2 separate regions of the Macaca mulatta genome follow, and region 1 is linked to region 2. The links are chromatin contacts, called in public Hi-C maps. All regions are on one chromosome and are shown on one strand. The core of a region is the stretch at or near the end of the contact, and the rest is flanking DNA. Distances in the headings are between cores, read along the strand shown. Region 1 holds the start of SLC25A28 (solute carrier family 25 member 28). Region 2 holds the start of GOT1 (glutamic-oxaloacetic transaminase 1).

What was found. Hi-C and Micro-C count contacts between places; a contact is called where the count stands out from the background.
Region 1: a contact with region 2 is called in a Hi-C map of blood, with 6 times the contacts expected there. The contact joins the promoter of SLC25A28 here to the promoter of GOT1 in region 2. A contact is called at or near these places in 7 of 14 Hi-C or Micro-C datasets (CD4 T cells, blood, cortical neurons and 4 more).

Annotation. Positions count from the first base shown.
Region 1 is chr9:111,678,495-111,682,141 of T2T-MMU8v2.0, reverse strand. SLC25A28 (solute carrier family 25 member 28) reads left to right here and starts at 1,459. Exons shown (of 4, transcript NM_001265757.1): 1 at 1,459-1,775. The coding sequence starts at 1,485.
Region 2 is chr9:111,490,420-111,493,867 of T2T-MMU8v2.0, reverse strand. GOT1 (glutamic-oxaloacetic transaminase 1) reads left to right here and starts at 2,000. Exons shown (of 9, transcript XM_015147909.3): 1 at 2,000-2,176. The coding sequence starts at 2,059. It overlaps LOC107000244 (a long non-coding RNA gene), which reads right to left and starts at 1,687. Exons shown (of 6, transcript XR_013398242.1): 1 at 1,189-1,687.

The DNA.
Region 1 (3,647 bases), core at 210-2,709, 190 kb before region 2:
GAAGCCCAGAGAAGGGCTAAACTTTAGAAAGAAAAAAAGGAAAACATCCTTCCTATCCAAGGAAAGGCTATAAACAGATGAAAAAGTCCACAGTTGCATCATCTGGGTAAAACAGAGAAGACAGAGCTGGAAACCGCGGGCGGCTTGTGCCAACACGCTCAGGGAAGGCAAACGGAAGGCGCCCGTGCTCCCTAGCGCAGGAGGTCCTAAGGCCGGGAATCGCTGGCCTTGCCTCTCAGGACCCGGGCTGACCCGAGGCAGGCAGAGGCCCTCATCACCAGGCGGGGGGCCCATCAGCGCGCCGGCTCAGGAACAAGATGCTGACGCTTCAGACTGGGCCGGGCAGTGCGTCCGAGCTTCCCCACAGCCGCCGCACTTTCCTGCTGCCTTTGGGATGCGGCCTCCAGCCCCGCCTCGCCACCGGCCGTCATCTCTGAATCATCCCGCCCATTTCGACATCTTCCTTCCCCGCCTTCGGCTCTCGGCCTGGCGCAGAGCCCAGTGACAGCCGGGGCCCGGAGGACCTCATTCATTCAACACTTGCTGGGTTTACTGTGCGAAGGTGGATGCGAGGCTCAGTGCCGGGCGCTGGGGCCTGAGGAGCACTGGGTCCGGCCCCAGGGCCCACTCCAGACCCGACAAGAGTCTAGCGGGCCGCCGCGGTCCCCCCCTGGCTGTGAGGCGGTTCCCGGCCCGCATGTCGCAACGGCTTCCCGGACAGGCTGCTGGTCGCGCCAGCCAGAGGATGACCGGTCCAGGCCGGCTCCGCCTCATGCCCGCGACGAGATCCCGCGGGAACACGGCTCTCCGGGGCCAGGGCCGCCCGCTCTCCAGCCACGCGTCTCAGAATTTGAGGAGCGCACTCGAGCGCTGGTCGTAACGGTGCCCGTCAGCAGTTTGACGTTGAAGGCCTGTCACCGCCCCGCCCCCGACGCGATCCCGCGCACGGGGACCGCAGCTCTGCAGGCGCCAGCAAGGGGCCCGAAGTCGGCCCCTAGACTCCCTGGGCGCTTCGCTCTTTCTATAGCCAATCGGGGACCGACGTGGTGCGGGCCAATGGCCGCGGTCAAAGTATCAAGAGTGGTTGAGCCTATCAAAGTTCAGCCTTAAGTTTCTCCCGCCCTTCTAAAAAGTCAGAGGCGGGTTGATCGCACATGTCGGCCAATCAGTGACCAATAAACAAGAAGCTTCCAAGATCAAAGGGGAAAGGGTGGGATTTAGGCGCTAGCAACGCCTCAGGGCGGAGGAATGACAGGCGACTTCGCTAATACTACCGACTGATTTTTCTCACGTCAGGAAAAGGGTGGGTCTAACTCGGGGTCTGCACCAATGGTTGGTTGGGGGGCGTGTCCGCGGGGCCAAGCGGGAGCCGGAGGCCCCGGGCTCTCTGGGCCGCGCCTGAGGCGGACACTACGGGGCCGGGGGGCGGCGGCGGGACTGGTGGCAGCGGCGGCGGGGGTGGGCGCCGCAGCTGGCCCGGGTGGATGGAGTTGGAGGGGCGGGGTGCTGGCGGTGTGGCGGGGGGGCCGGCGGCAGGGCCCGGGCGGAGCCCCGGGGAGTCGGCGCTGCTGGACGGGTGGCTGCAGCGGGGCGTGGGCCGGGGGGCCGGCGGCGGGGAGGCCGGGGCCTGCAGGCCGCCGGTACGTCAAGATCCGGACTCCGGCCCGGACTACGAGGCGCTGCCGGCTGGAGCCACTGTCACCACGCACATGGTGGCAGGCGCCGTGGCAGGGATCCTGGAGCACTGCGTGATGTACCCCATCGACTGCGTCAAGGTGAGACCTGCACTGGGCTTCGAACCAGACCTGGGGCTGACCCGACCCCTGGGTCTTGTCCGGAGCCAGGATCCCGGCTGAGAGCCGGAGCCGACATGGGTTCCTTCCTGGCTCCTGCCACTACCACATGATTCGAACCGACACTCCATTCAAGCAAGGTCCCAGCTGGGAGTTGATCCCAGTCAGGAACCAGGACCTATTTCTAACCGTCAGTGAAATCTGAATCGGGACTCAGGATCGAAAATCTGTCAGCCAAAGCCCTGGACCCCACCTGGGACTAAACAGGAATAGGGTGGGATGGGGTATCCCGAAGCTCAGGTAAGTGCTACTAACTCGATTAAGGTGAAGCCAGCTGGCGTGACCCAGACCCTGAAATGGATCTAACGGCTTGAGATGTTTTCTGGGCTAGTGCTTTTACAAACTCCTTACTGTATCTTCCTTTACTGACGGGGCAGGAACCCGAATCTGGAATCTTTCAGCTAGATAAAGGACTTAACACGTTAAATCTTAAACACATGAGTGATTGGAAATCATTGTGCAGTGAGAATGCAGAGTTCCAGACTGGAAGTAATATGGGAAAGATCGTATTCAGGAAAAGGTTTCAGTTTCTCTGTGAAGCAAGCATGATACCCCACCTATTTCCTGAACATGAAAATTGAGCTGGGATTAGGACTGTATGTGCAGGGAGCACATCAGCCTCCAAACAAGAGAGATGAAACTGATAGCAATTTCTTTGGCCACCTGAAGTTGACAAAAAGGGAGAAGTTGCCTAGAAAGGAAGTGTGACGGTATTAGAAAGTAGATGTAAGTATGAAGACAATGGAATGAGATCAACAAGAGGACACGAATCTTGTGAAAGTATAATTGCATTCACAACCAAGCAGGATGATTAATGTGTACAGAAGTCAGGTCCTTCTGAAGAAAGCTGGGTGAAGAAAGAAACAGATTATTGTTCTTTACAGTTCTTATTCTTGCATTAGTAAAGGTAGCAGCCACTAAAGGTGAGGACTGAATTGAGGGAGAGGTAAACTAGAGGGGACTGTTGATATGACAAAGACCGATACCTCCTTTACATGTTAAGGGTAATAGTCAAACAGTAACCTGGCAGCTTTTTGATTTATATTTCCTCGTCAAATCAGGAAAGTGTTATGTATTCAAAAGGAGGAGAGAATCAACTTGGGAAATGCAAAGTAGATCCCTTTTACCTCCCTCTGATTCCAGTACTGTTTCATGTTTTCCTTAGTAATGTGGATAAGGAAATGGGGGGAGTGCTCATTAAGCTTTGTGAATGACAGTAAACTGGCAGGAGTATTTTAGCACAAGGTAACTCCTAACAAGGGCCATATCTATTGAAAATGGGGTAAATGTACTTGACTAAAATGGACATTAGAATGTTAAATGCCCTTGTCAATTGGGAGAAATAGAAATAAACAGTAAAATCCATGAGAAGTAACAACATTGAAATGTAAAACGAGTAAGTACAAATAAAAAAGATGCATACATTATATGTATAGACTCTAGGTTGAATGACTTGTGAGTTAATAATGCCGTATATCCAAAAGTTAATATAATCTAGCTCCCTAGACTTAGATTAGGGAGTGAGTGCAGTATGAGTGGAGTGCAGGGTTTAGGATGCTGTTTTTCTGGATGAGTATTGAATGGAAAACAGATCAAAGAAAACAGTGAAAATTATTTAATGGCTTGAAAAATACAGTGTAATAATTTATCTTAGATATATTACTGTAACTTACCAATTTAACCACTGTTCCATTATAACATAATGGGAGGTTATCTCCTTACTCCATATATTTACATCGTGCTATTGTTGCTATAAACATTTTATAAATCCCTGTTAAAAATGCTTCTAGAATA
Region 2 (3,448 bases), core at 751-3,250:
TCATCTCACACCAGTCAGAATGGCTATGAATAAAAGTCAAGAAATAACAGATACTGGTGAAGTTGTGGAGAAAAGGGAATGCTTATACAATGCTGGTGGGAATATAAATTAGCTTAGTCACTGTGGAAAGCAGTGTGGCGATTTCTCAAAGAACTTAAAACAGAATTACCACTCGACCCAGCAATCCCAGTATTGGGTCTATACCCAAAAGAATACAAATCGTTCGACCATAAAGACACACGTACATGTATGTTCACTGCAGCTCTATTCACAATCGTAAAGACATGGAATCAACTGAAATGCCCATCACCTACATGCCCATCAGACAGGATGAAGAAAATACGATACATATACACCATGGAATACTATGCAGCCATAAAAAAGAAAGAGATCATGTCCTTTGCAGCAACATGGATGGAGCTGGAGACCTTTATCCTAAGTGAACTAATGCGGAAGAGAAAACCAAATACTACATGTTCTGACTTATAAGTGGGAGCTAAACATTGAGAACACATGGACACAAAGAAGAGAACAAGACACCGGGACCTACTTGAGGGTAGAGGGTGGGAGGAGGGAGAGGATCAGAAAAAGTACCTGTCAAGTACTATGCTTACTATCTGGGTGACAAAATAATTTGTACACCAAACCCACCTGTCAAGCAATTTACCTATAAAACAAACATGTGCATGTACCTCTGAACCTAAAAGTTAAAAAAAAAAAAAAAAGTTTACTATCTACGAAGGATGTGGCAGATATGCAATGGTAACAATAGCTGACATTTAGAGAGTGGTTCTTATATGCAACTAACCACTTCGTATATGTAATAACTCACAAAATCCCCACACCAACTCTGAGGAAAATACTATTACTTCCACAGAGCAGGAACTTCCACAGAAAGGTTAAAATAACGTGACTAAACCTGCCAAGTTCGTAAGCGGTAGCCAGAATCTAAACCTAGATAGTCCGGTCCCGGGGATAGGTTCTTAACCACAAAGGCATTTTCTAAAATTTTTAAAAGTACAGAAGCACAGGAAAGAGACATTTTGGCCAGAATAAGGGTTAAGGGAAGGCTTCATGGATGAAGTGGCATTCGCTCTGGGTCTTGAAGGTCAACAGATGGACAGGGCTCCTGGGGAGGAAGGACTCGAACGGGGAAGGAACAGCCTGACGAAGAGGCACTTTGGGTACCAGCCAGCTGACGACAGCAAGATCAGGTCCGGTGCGCGCGGGAGGAAGCTGGGAAGGGACGCCGCGCCCAGATCCCGAGGTCCTTGAGCACCAGGCCCTCTGCAAGGAACCGGGGAGGAAAATCTCAAACTATTAATAGAAGAGCGGCAAAAAGGAATTCGTGGGCACCCCTCCCTGTTGGAAGGACTTTCCCTGCCAGAGACCAAGGCTGGCAGCACAGCTACACTTCCCTCAGAGGGAAACAGCCGACCAAAGTGGTCAAGGTCGCCCGCGCGGGCTCGGGAGCTGTACGTCCTGGCCGAACACTCGCGTCCCGAGCACAGACGCTGCGTATTTGGCTGCTAGCCCGTGCCCGCCAGGCCGGGCCTGGCAGCGCCAACACCTGCTCGGCGGGAACAGGAAGACCTGTCCTCGGGAACTCCCTCCGGCCACCTCCCCGTATCCTCCAGGTCCTCGAAGGTCGAACAGGCGTCCTCTCCTGGACACCCGCCGCGCGCTCGGCTCCTCCCCTCCGCGGGGAGACCGAAGGAATAACAGCCTCTGCGATAGGAGCACGCTCTACCAATCAACCGTAGTCTCCGCCCACGCCTAAGCCGGAGTAAATTGCATTGGTTACATCATTCTCGGCCGCCGATAAGATTGTTTTCTTGGATTGGCTAATAGCGTTCCTTCCCGCCTGGCTCTTCGTCGTCACAAGCTGCCGATTGGTTAATCGCGTTACCAAGCTCTGGACGCGGCTCGACCATTGGAAGCCGCGGGCCCGCCCCCGTCGGCTAGGTGAAGGTGAGAGTCTCCTCCAGTCGCAGCGGCCAGACCTGACAGGCCAGCTCCGGGCGCAGGGTGAAAGGGTTCGATTCCTGCTCTCTCGATATGGCGCCTCCGTCAGTCTTTTCCGAGGTTCCGCAGGCCCAGCCTGTCCTGGTCTTCAAGCTCACTGCCGACTTCCGGGAGGATCCGGACCCCCGCAAGGTCAACCTGGGAGTGGGAGGTAAGGATGCAGTGCTCTGGAGTGCGAGCAGCTCGGGGAGTGGAGCGGACCCACCCCAGGTCGTGGACATTGTGGGAGAAGCTGAGGCCCAGTGTGGCGCTGCTTGAAGAGGGCGGCGCCGGAGAGGAGGCTGGATCCACGAAGGCTTCCTAAAACCTGCCCATTTTACAGATCCGGGTGTGGAGTCCCTGGAAAGGGGTGATGTGTCCGAGGCCGCACAAACCAGATGTAGCAGCCAAGACACAAACTCAGTCTTTCTGATTACCCATTTTGCGTTCTTTATACTACAGCCTCATAAGAAATGGGGCTGCCGGAGCTTGTAGAGAGAGGGAGAAAAATAGGAAGCCTGATAGGCTTAGGGTTCTGGTTGCTGGGAAATGGGTAAAGGAGAACTTTTAACGCTAGGAAGCTCTGTTCTGGGTCGGTAAATATTTGAGTGACCACTGAGTGTCAATCAACTACCTTATTAAGCTTTGTGGGGGGAGACTGAGGTTTGATTTTTGCCCTTAAGGATTTAAAAATCTGCTGATGTTACACATGCTTTGAGACAGTTTAATGCTGCCCCCAGAGGGTCTGGGGAAATGGTTCTGGCCCTCACAGATGTGGTAGGAATGGGTAGAGATGGTGGAAAGGAGTGAAGTATGGATAGTAGAAGCTTACTTTCCACACATCCTGTCTTCATTTCTTTTTTTTTTTTTTTTTTTTTTGAGGCCGAGTCTCGCTCTGTCGCCCAGGCTGGAGTGCAGTGGCGCGATCTCGGCTCACTGCAAGCTCCGCCTCCCGGGTTCCCGCCATTCTCCTGCCTCAGCCTCCCGAGTAGCTGGGACTACAGGCGCCGCCACCACGCCCGGCTAATTTTTTTGTATTTTTAGTAGAGACGGGGTTTCATTGTGTTCGCCAGGATGGTCTCGATCTCCTGACCTCGTGATCCGCCCGTCTCGGCCTCCCAAAGTGCTGGGATTACAGGCTTGAGCCACCGCGCCCGGCCTTCATTTCTTGATTCAAGTGATTCTCATCTGTACCTTGGACAGCTAAGAGCATGGGTCTCAGTTTCCCCATCTGCCAAGAAGAAGATTTGTATTGGAGTGCCTCTCACATTTTTTACCCCTCACCCTCTCTGATGAATTTGTTATTCTTCTCACTGTCATTTGGATGTTTGAAGCCCCACAGACACTTACTTTCTCCGTTTGGATTTTGCCACATGCAAAGCCAGAGGGATGAAAATGGGTAGGATAAAGCCTTATGCTAGGGAATAGACTTAGAATAAAAGGA